Linked DNA regions of Triticum aestivum: region 2 is linked to region 1. The links are chromatin contacts, called in public Hi-C maps. All regions are on one chromosome and are shown on one strand. The core of a region is the stretch at or near the end of the contact, and the rest is flanking DNA. Distances in the headings are between cores, read along the strand shown.

What was found. A called contact is a pair of places that touch in the nucleus more often than the background predicts.
Region 2: a Hi-C map of leaf shows a contact between it and region 1, with 4 times the contacts expected there. The contact joins the promoter of LOC123188288 here to the promoter of LOC123188246 in region 1.

The regions. Positions count from the first base shown.
Region 1 is chr1A:35,074,973-35,080,503 of IWGSC CS RefSeq v2.1, forward strand. LOC123188246 (protein NETWORKED 2A-like) reads left to right here and starts at 2,661. Exons shown (of 3, transcript XM_044600285.1): 1 at 2,661-2,792; 2 at 3,331-5,531. The coding sequence starts at 2,699. LOC123188254 (a long non-coding RNA gene) reads right to left here. Exons shown (of 4, transcript XR_006494457.1): 3 at 2,673-2,875; 4 at 1,980-2,540. LOC123188248 (WEB family protein At5g16730, chloroplastic) reads left to right here. Exons shown (of 3, transcript XM_044600291.1): 3 at 1-1,130. The coding sequence ends at 847.
Region 2 is chr1A:35,553,197-35,558,727 of IWGSC CS RefSeq v2.1, forward strand. It overlaps LOC123188288 (UPF0014 membrane protein STAR2), which reads right to left and starts at 3,476. Exons shown (of 2, transcript XM_044600339.1): 1 at 2,831-3,476; 2 at 1,829-2,329. The coding sequence starts at 3,355. The coding sequence ends at 2,018. LOC123188296 (glycine-rich protein A3) reads left to right here. Exons shown (of 3, transcript XM_044600347.1): 2 at 149-583; 3 at 1,009-1,548. The coding sequence starts at 166. The coding sequence ends at 1,301.

The DNA.
Region 1 (5,531 bases), core at 1,411-3,910:
GGAATCAACGGTTGCTGAAGCTAACAAGGCTGTGCAGGAGGTAAAGGCTGAGAAAGATGATCTTCAAGAGAAGTTCTTGTACACGGAGTCAGCAGTTGCTGAAGCTAACAAGGCTGTTCAGGAGGTAAAGGCTGAGAAAGAGGGCCTTCAAGAGCAGCTAGCACACATGGAATCAGCGGTTGCTGAAGCTAACAAGGCTGCGCAGGAGGCAATGTCTGAGAGTTTGCAACTGAAGGATAGGTTGCTTGATAAAGAGAACGCATTGCAGAGCTTAACCCAGGAGAACGATGAATTCAGGTTGCGAGAGGCCGACGCCATGAAGAAGATAGAGGAATTGTCTGCTTTGCTTGCTGAAGCCATGGAAAAGAAGCATCCTGAGGAGGAAGAGAAGCTAGTGGTTGTGGATGAGGTACACAGTTCAGCGCGTGAAGTTGCCGAGACAGCTGCAGAAACTGAAGATACGGAAGGAGAGAGTGACAAAAAACCGAGCATGGAACTCATCGTCGCCAATGGGAACTCCAACGGCGACATGAACCAAGGGGAAGAGAAACACGACAGCAAGGTCGAACAGCAGGAAGCAAAAGGTGATTTCACCACGATACACGAGAGCGACAAAGTTGTCGAGAAGCAGCTGCAGGCAGATGTGAAACAAGAAACCGAATCGTCGAAAGACGACCTGTCCTCCAAGGAGGACAGCAGCACCGAACACGCAAACGGAACAGCAGCATCAGCAGAGGTGACCAGCAAAGTCGCAATGTCCCCGACAACAACAACGAAACCGCAGAAGAAGAACAAGCCCCTGCTGAAGAAGTTTGGTAACCTACTGAAAAAGAAGAACAGCAAGTAGTAGCAGGTGAACAGAAGAAAAACACATGTACTATTATTGGTGTTTATTATTACTCTGATCTTTCTTTTCTTCTTCTTCTTGTTTGATGACAGCAAGGTAGTGTGCTTAATTTCCACGTGTAATTTTATACTGTCGACGCCTGTACTTTTGCGGTGATTGCAGTAGCTTTGTGGGTGTTTCCATTTTTCTCTTTCTTTTTTTTTTCTATAAGCTGGACCTCCTGTTCTTTGCCCTATGGCTGTGGCTATTATTATCTACACGATTTGTGGCCGTTTGCTTGTAACCAGATGGAGAGCCCCTACTAATCCTCCTGATTAAAAACTGTGTAGCTCCTTATGGCAAGCTGATGTCACTCATATCATGTGATGCACCTCTACTATAATGTGATGTGATCTGATGTGATGTTACCAGTGGGTGATAAACCCTAATACTATAACTAACCACATCATGCTTGTTGGCATGATCTGTTGTTAGCTATTCTAATCATGTCTGTTGGCATAAAGCATAGTATTCACATGCCTGCTGCTGGCATTCTAACCATGTCTGTTGAGATGTTGGCCATCCCATCCATGGTTTGTTTTTTCAACGGTTGAGATGGGTTGATCTGATTTGGCTTTATTTTTTGCACCTTTTTATTTACTTGCTTTTTGGGTGTGGTTGGACCCTCCTAATCTTGGTTGCTTGGGAAGGTGGCATCGACCGAATCAGGTGCGTGGAAAAGAAATGACAATGATGTATTTATATTTATATTGGAGGTGGTACAGCTAAAATAGCTGTGATTTGATGATGGGGCTGGGTGGGTGGGTTTTGTCACATGCACCCATGTGGCCTTTAACTGTTGCATAATTGCATCCTGGCTGGGTGTAAAGTATCAAATGATACGAGAGCAGCATTCATTTGCTTCCCAGTGTTTCTATTATTGTTTTTCTTTCAGAATTATGGAGTTTTAATAATAATAATAATAATAATAATAATAATAATAATAATAATGTGTTCTTCGGACTGCCTAGTGGGCTGGTGTGTGTGTGTGTGTGTGAATACACTCTGTTTTGTGGCATGTCTGGAATGTAAATAAATTTGGCCATTGCAGATAATAAAATATCAAACATAGGCAGGTGAGGAAGCAGCTGTCTATAAGAAATTTCTTATAAGAATAAAACAACACCTTATCTGTTTCCATCAGCTTTAACTTGCTACTGACACCAATTCTGCAAAAGAAAAGGAAAAAGGAAAAGACATGCACACACAAAAAAAAGGCAAAGGCACAGGTTGAGCCCACGGCCCATCTCAGAGCTACTTCTGGCCCAACGTCGTGCACATGCCCGCCGACGTGCCGAGCACGAGCAGCAGCACAGGCCGCGACCCAGGACAGCACACACTCCCGGGAGGCCGGGGCCCACATCTCAGAGACTAGACCTCCCCGAGCCCTGCACCATGCCATCACCACCACTTCTCTTCCACTACCACCTACTGCTCGCTTCCGCTCAAATTCCAATCAAGCACAATGGCATCTCTGCAGGAAGATTGCTAGCATCGCATTCCTGCTCTCCGTCTCTGTTCTTCTTCCCCCTCTCCGCCATTGCCGCGCCACGCCGCCTTCTTCCGAAAATGGCATACAGCCCACAGCAAATGTAGCCAATGTGTGCACATTGTTGGCCTTTCAATTGAGTCCTGCACTTTGATCTTGTCCTGCCTGCAACAGCAGTGATGATCATCAGCAGGGTCCCATTATATTCATGCTTGCACACTGATCAGGCCTGTGTCTGTCCACAGGAAGAGGAGGTGAAACAGGGAAGCGATCTTGGAGGAGGAGGGGCTGGCTAACCGGCAGCTGAACAAGCGCCGCGGAGGATGCTGCAGCGCGCGGCGAGCAACGCCTACTCGTGGTGGTGGGCGAGCCACATCCGCACCAGGCAGTCCAAATGGCTCGACAGCAATCTCCAAGGTTCGTCCCTGCCTCCTTCATCACGCCAAAGGCATACCGCCTGGACTTCATTACTTGTTTCACACATCCTGGTCAAAACTTTCCTGCAATAGTTGTCATATAAAGTGGCATTTGGCATACGGTCAGTTGCTTCATCACTGTCATGGAATCCACTTGCAGCAAAAAATGTTTGTAACACCATTATGGCCAAGAAACCCATTGATTATGCAACGATATATAGACTACTTACTTCATCATGAAACTGATGTATGGCTCAGGTCAGCAGAAATATATCTTGGTATGTGATGACGTTTGGTCACGTAGAGAGAGAAATACTGCTGCTATTTAGCATATATGCAATTAAATCCTCTCCGAAAAATTACCTATACATTAAATTTCAGCAATTCTGCGCATGGACTTGGATACTGACTTTGATCAAATCTTTTTACCAGCACGTGTTATGAAATAGGACTGAAGTGCGGTGCCATGTAATTCCATAACCGTTTGTACTTGCTGCATTTATTGGGTCGAACATTGAGAGATTGCCTTTGATGTGCAGATATGGAAGACAGGGTCAAGTGCATCCTCTTACTCCTCGGAGAGGAAGCAGATTCTTTCGCAAAGAGGGCAGAAATGTATTACAAGAGGCGACCAGAGGTGATCAGCTCCGTGGAAGAAGCGTACCGGGCATACAGAGCCCTTGCAGAACGCTATGACCACATGTCAGGAGAGCTACACAAAGCAAACCACACGGTTGCAACTGCCTTCCCTGACCAGGTTCAGTATTCTATGCTAGAAGAGGACGATGACAGTCTCCCGAAGGCGTTCACGACGGTTGATCCTCGTAAAATCCACAAGTCGACGGTCGAGGGGCTGATGAATAAGAAGAAAGGAAGGAAACCAGGACAGAAAGATGGAGGAAAGAATTGCGCAGCTCCGGACAACAAGGAGAATGCGCAGAAGGAGGTCAGCAGGATGCAGAAAGAGATATTGGTGCTGCAGACTGAGAAAGAGTTCATCAAGAGCTCTTACGAGAGTGGAATAGCAAAGTACTGGGATCTTGAAAAGCAAATCAACGACATGCATGAAGAAGTCTGCTACTTCCAGGAGGAGTTCAACGAAAGCGCGGTGATCGAAGATGATGAGGCCAGAGCTTTGATGACAGCGACTGCCCTTAAATCTTGTGAAGAAGCCATTGCCAGATTGCGGGAACAGCAGAAGTTATCGTTCAGCCAAGCAATGGTTGAGCTGGAAAGGGCCAGTGTTTCCAGAGAGAAACTGAAGAATATCATGAAAGAGCATGGTAAATTCCTTTCAGATTCAGGAAATTCTCTTCACGAGAATGTGAGAAATGATGCCAGCGTTAAGATGGATGATGCGTACTATATGAAGCAGGAGAAAATTGGAATGGAAGCAATAGTAGATAAGATCAAGGAATACTTTCAGAAAGACACTTGTATTTCCGTGGCAGAGATTGCAGAGAAAATTGATGACATAGTCAATAAAGTTGTGGACTTGGAACTCATGGTTTCATCACAGACTGCTAAGATAGATAGGTTGTGTCTGGAAAACACAGAGCTGGAGATGTCACTGCAGGAACTGGAGGGACAGAAGGCAGCAGTAACCAGTGGCTCAGGTGAACTGAATGACAAGCTAGAGAAGGCAGAAGATGAGCTGATGAGAGTGCAGTACCTTGAGAGCTCCTTCCATGCAGAAGAAAACATAGTCTATTCAAATTTCGCTGAAACTGCAAGTAGTTTCTGTTGTATTACAGACTTGTTGCAGTCACCTCCTGTTGAGCACCAAGGTGGTTCTGCTCCCAGGCTGACTCATGAAGCGACACCATCCGCTGACACTGCATCATCTGGCAAGTGCGAGAAAACAGAACCTGAAGAAGATCCTCAGATGGATAAAGCTACAACAAAGCCTGACATAGATGGGGTCCCTGATAATTCTGGTAAGTTGGAGCCAGCTACGGTCAGTGATAACTGTCACCATGACATCAAGGAAGAAAGGCAATACTGTGTAGATGATTTGGAGGATTTGTGGGATTGCGGGCTTGAAAGAAAGTCGAGCTTTGCAGTTGCATCGGTAAATAAGGAAACAGCAGAAGATGTTATTACAGATATGTTGCAGTCACCTCTTACTGAGCACCAAGCTGGTTGTGTGCCGACACTGACTGATGAAGCAACACCAGCCCCTGACACCGAACCACCTGGCGAGTGTGAGAAAATAAAACCAGAAGAAGATCCTCAGATGGGTAAAGCTACAAGAAAGCCTGACATATATGGACTCCCTGATTGTTCCAGTAAGTTGGAGCTAGCTACAGTCAGTGATAACTCTCACCAGTCTAACTGTTACAATGACATTAAGGCAGAAAGGCATGACAGCACAGATGATTTGGAGGATCTATGGGATTGTGGGTTTGAAAGAAATGCTAGCTTTGCAGTTGCATCAGTGAATAAGGAAACAGCTGAAAATGCAGACAATGATACTACCGATATGTTGCAGTCACCTCTCACTGAGCACCAAGCTGATTATGCGCCCACAATGACTGATGAAGCAACACCACCCGCTGACACCGAACCATCTGGTGAGTGTGAGAAAATAAAACCAGAGGAAGATAATCAGATGGATAACGATACACAAAAGCTTGACATAGATGGATTCCTGGATTGGTCTGGTAAGTCAGAGATAGCTATCATCAGTGTTGATTCAGAGAATTTGTGGCAGTTTGAGCTTGACGGTAAATCTAGCTTT
Region 2 (5,531 bases), core at 2,226-4,725, 480 kb after region 1:
ATGTGGTGGTGCTACCGGCCCTCTAACCGACAAGAAAATACATTAGCAACTGTTACATACATCACATGTTTAATGGCAGTTCTTATGCCTAAAGACAGCAAGATTTCTCTGTCACGTATTAACATTTGCCTAATCATGATATGTGCAGTTAGCTCCCTCAGAGCAATGGGAGGAGGCAACGATGGTCATGGGTACCCACCCGGTGGCCAGGGGGGATACCCTCCGGCAGGGTACCCGCCGCAGCAGGGAGGTTACCCTCCACAGCAAGGATACCCGCCTGCACCTGGAGCTTACCCACCTGCACCTGGGGCATACCCTCCAGCACCTGGGGCTTACCCTCCTGCACCTGGAGCGGGAGGCCCTGATGGGGAGAAGGGGCTCCTCTCCAACATCATGCACGGCGTTGCCGGTGCTCATGGTGGTGGTCATGGGTACCCGTCTGGTGGTCATGGGTACCCATCTGGTGGCCATGGATACCCTCCACAACAAGGGTACCCTCCTCAGCATGGCTACCCCCCGCAGCAGCATGGCTACCCTCCACAGCAGCATGGCTATCCCCCTGCCGGCTACCCTGGCTCATCCGGTATGTAACCTTCCTTTGTTTTATACCATTCCTGTTGGACTCCATAAATTGCTACCATTTGCACTAGCATTTATATTTCCACAGTTGAGATGCATGTATATGTGCATTATGCGCTGCATCTTCAACAACATGCCATTTCGGTCTCGTATATGAGTAGTGGTTTATCTTGATGTAAAGAGTCCCAAGTTCTCTTGTATCAAACCTCATTGTTTCTCAGGTTGTATGTGTAGTATGCACTGGATTGATGTACATTTATATGTGTAGTGTGTGCTTGATTGATATCCATTTATATATGTGTGGTATGCGCTGCATCTTCAATAATATGCCAAGTTCCATCTCAGGATACGAGTAGTGGTTTATAAAATCTGTTGTATCAAACGTGTATCACTCTTGAGCATCCATCCTCATCGGCTATTGTTTCTCAGGTCACAGTGGTAGCCATGGAGGAGGAGGCATGGGCATGGGCGGCATGCTGGCTGGAGGCGCAGCAGCTGCCGCCGCCGCCTACGGAGCACACAAGATCTCTCACGGCAGCCACGGTGGAGGTGGACACATGATGGGAGGCATGATGGGCGGCCATGGAGGCTACGGCGGCGGGTACGGCCACCACGGCGGCAAGTTCAAGCACGGGAAGCACGGGCACGGCAAGTTCAAGCACGGCAAGCATGGGAAGCACGGCATGTTCGGCGGCGGCGGCAAGTTCAAGAAGTGGAAGTAATGCGCGCGCTAGCTAGTAGCTTCACAATGGCTGATGAATCAAAAAAAAATTACCTAAACTCTTTGTGTAGGCTTCCAGAACTTGGTTTGGTCAGGGAAAGCCTTTGAGATGTATCTAAGCAGGGTGGTGTGTGGTCGCTGCTCGATCTCGTGGAGCTTCCATCCTTTCCTCTATGATTTGGCACTCTAGTCTGCGTCTGTGACAAGATATGACTTGCTAATAAGTACCTGAATTCTGTGTGGCGGTATGCTTACCCTGTTCTGATGCTGGTCATGTGTCGTTGTGCTCTGAATTGGTGTTGTGTTTGCTTCGCTGGGGCAAAATTGTTGCTCCTGACCAAACATGTGGCAATTTTGCTGCCATTTTCAACTGTTCGATGCTCCTCCAAAAGGGCGGGCAAGCAACATTTTGTAAATTGCTGCTCTGTAGTACTGATCTCTAGACGCACTGTCAATTTCCCTAGTGCGAATGGCGAATGCGACTCGCTGGAAATTGTGCAGGCCATTTCCAGAATAGCTTCGGGAGGATATGATGATATATTCGTTTCATAAATGTCGCCAAAGTTAAAAAATGGCACAAGCCCAGAATTGACGGACGAAATTCAGCATGAAAACATGCGGACTCAGCCCAAACGACTTTGAGGTGCAGAAAAACAAAATTATTTGTCATTGTCATCATCACACAGAAAACAGAGCAGCTGCTTGTCCGGTCATGGGCTAGTCGGCGAAGACGGAGTCGTCGATCTGGAAGGCCTTGGTGAAGAATGCCGGCCAGCAGAGGTAGGTGGAGAGGATGCTGCTGACGGTGGAGGCGCCCATGAGCATGTTCATCACCACGATCTGCAGCTGGATGGCCTCCAGCGGCGACGCGCCGCCCATGATGAGCCCCGTCATGGCCCCCGGCAGCGCGATCAGCCCCACCGTCTTGGCGTTGTCGATCACCGGCGACAGCGCGATCACCAGCGACCGGCGCACCTGCTGCACCGTCGCCTGCCGCGGCGTCGCCCCCAGCGCCAGCGCAGTCTCCACCTGCGATGAAACGGTCAGAAAAATGAAGCGTCACCTGGAGTCGATTCTCTGAATTTGTGATGAAAATACCAAGTTCAGAATTTTGTACTACTAGTTTCTTGCTGAATTTGTTTAAAATTTCGGAAGAAAAGGTTGCGTAGTCGTGGAGACCATGATCATGTATTTTATAAACTGAATGGAAAAAGAGTGCACACGCCTTTAGCTAATGCAGAATGGCATGAACGATATTATACTTCAATCATACTAACAAAGTTATTGACGGTGCAAAGACCTACACGAAGTTATTGACGGTGCAAAGACCTACACAAAGTTAACTACTTCGTCTCTTCACAAATATAAAATGTTTTATATATGTCAATTTGAACTACATACAGACTGAAATGAGTGAACAAACAACATAAACAGGGTAGCATTTTTGTTTTGTTTCAAGAAAAAATGATCTTGGTGCGCGCGCGGCGGTGCCGGAACGGAAGACGAAGACCGAGATTGTTATTGACTTACGAGGCTCCGCTGCGTCTTGACGTCCTCGTGGAGCTTCTTCATGGTGACGCCGGTGACGGTCATGGCGTTGCCGACCATCATGCCGGCGACGGGGATGATGTAGCGGGGCGTGAAGGGGAACACGCTGAGCACCACGAGCAGGAACATGGTGACGGCCGTGCCGGCGAGGATGGACACGCCGGCGATGTACCCGCCGCGCGGGACCTGCCGGGCGCGGCGCCCCGCGGTGTAGCCGGCGACGGTGACCATGAAGAGGTATGCGAGCAGGATCCAGAGCGCGCTGCTCTGGGTGAAGATGAAGTGGAGCACGAAGCCGATGACCGAGAGCTGCAGGAAGGAGCGCGCGATGGCGTAGAGCATCTCCGCCTCCACGCCCAGTCGCTGCGTGAAGCTCAGCGCCACCGCCATGGCCACCACCACCGTGGCCGCCAGCGGCTTGAGCATGCCGATCGCGAAGTCCCGCCAGAACCCCGGCGCCCACGGGTCCACCTCCTGCGCCAGGAGGAGCGACGCCGCCGTCGCCATGGCCGCCGTGCGTGTGCTGCTCCGGCGAGGGTGGGTTGCTTCTTGAGCTTTGAGGAGCTCGGTGGGCAAGTGGGGGGAGGGAGCAAGCGAGAAAGGCGCTGAATGGGAGAGGCAGGCCCTGCTCTGCTTTGCGGCGTGGCGCTTGGGTGGGTGCTACGTGGTGGAGGGCGAGGGGGCACCTTGGCGGAAGGTGGGACCCACCGCTCAGTGAATGCAGACTATGCCATGCCATGCCAGATGCAACCCAAGCCAAGACGAAAGAATCTAAAACAAAAACTCAGCAGCAAAAGTGCGGGAGAATCTGAGCTGACGCGCTCACAGGAAATCATTGGCGCAAAACTTAACCTTGGCATAGACTAATGGACCAAACGAACAATCATCAGGATGCAAGTCAAACGGAAAATGGCTCCACAAATGAACAATCATCACGAATCATGCAGTCTAACAGGTCATTCCATCGATTAATTCATTCACAAACGTGCCGCCATCATCAGCTATTTTTCATCCCCAGGACAGAGTCTTAAAACGGAGTGGACAGAGTCATCCCTCAAATCATATATAGTGAACCTACTAAGTACTAAGTGATAGTGATAACAATTAGCATGCTAAACGGTCGGTCATGCTCTCATGGATGCGGTGGGGGGAGCGGGTTGACTAAGCCTTGCTCTTGCTGCCGTCCTCGGGCTTCTTGTAGGCATGGTCCAGCTCCTTGGCCTTTCCCATCAGGCCCTGCATGTAGTTCTTGATGTTGGGAACGTCGTAGTTCTGGGCGATGTAGATGCCGCCCGCGGCGCCGACCAGCAGCGAGAAGGTGCTCTGGATGAAGCCCATTGGAGCTAGTCTGCAAAACAGGAACAAGAGGGCGCTGTCAGCTTAGCAATATGAGATAGGTTCATCTATGCAACACATGAAGGCACCGAGCAGCGAATGTCATCTACCTAATTTCAAAAAGGTAGTCAAACAAACAAGTAAATTCAACAAGCAGCAATGGCAAACTTCCACAGTTGCGACATTTAGTTTTTATATAGCAAGGTTCTAACATATACACATGTGTATAAAGGATAAACAACTTAGGCATGAGCTCAATTTGAGCATGGACCAAACTGATAATTTCAAAGTCAAGAGCAAGCATATATAGATCATATATGAATTAAAGTTAGCGTAAAGTATGAAAAACCATGGACAAAACAGAGGGCCATACTTGCCACCTGTTCTGTGACCTAAATACCCTAAAACATCAGCCAGCTGAATGAAAAACCAAGCATCTCAGAAGAGGTGAACTAAAAAGAACAAGTGCCACCAGCAAACATGACTCCCATCACAAGAAAAAAAATTATAAGCTCTGCCCTACTACCCGATGCGCACAACATTCACAATATGCAGCAAACTGTTCGTCAAATAGCTATCCAGTCTGCCAATCAAACTAAAACCAAACCAGAACGCATATCCCTAGTCAAATGGACATAATTACAATGATCCTACGATCCTACCATGGAATTATCTAACAAGGAAAATACTAGATTCTAAAACCTTGATTCCCAATGATATCAGCATGCTCACATTCTCAGAGTCACAGGTAGCATTCGAAGGAAAAGCATACTTGCAACACCTTGAAGCCACAATAAAAGTAGTTATCTACTATATATGTACATCGGCTGATCAAATCATTTATGTACTAAATAAACATCATTTTACTTCATAACAAGAAAAACTACAATCACACAGATGCATAAAGATCAATCCTTAAAACTAAATATAACCAGATTTGTAAATACTAAATACTCATGGACACCAGTTGCAACACCAGCACAGCGCTAGATTACAGCGCCTACCATACCAGCCAAGCATCCAAGCTAGAATAGTTGGTTGAACAATGGCTAATCAAACTCCAACCTACAAAGTTAATCCGCACTGAAAAATAGCACAATCCACAGAAATACTAACAACAAATGTCAGGGATTGATTATAGTACTCCCTCGATCCATGTTAATTGACGCGGCTTTAGTATTATTTTTTAGATTTTTGTACAGATGATGATCAAATCAGATTAATCAAACATTAACTAAACTGGATAACAGGAAAACATACTGTGTTGATACATACAGATCAATCTGAAACTAATTCTAACGAGATACATAACTAGTAAACCAACCAAACAATCAAGCAGCTCAGTTAA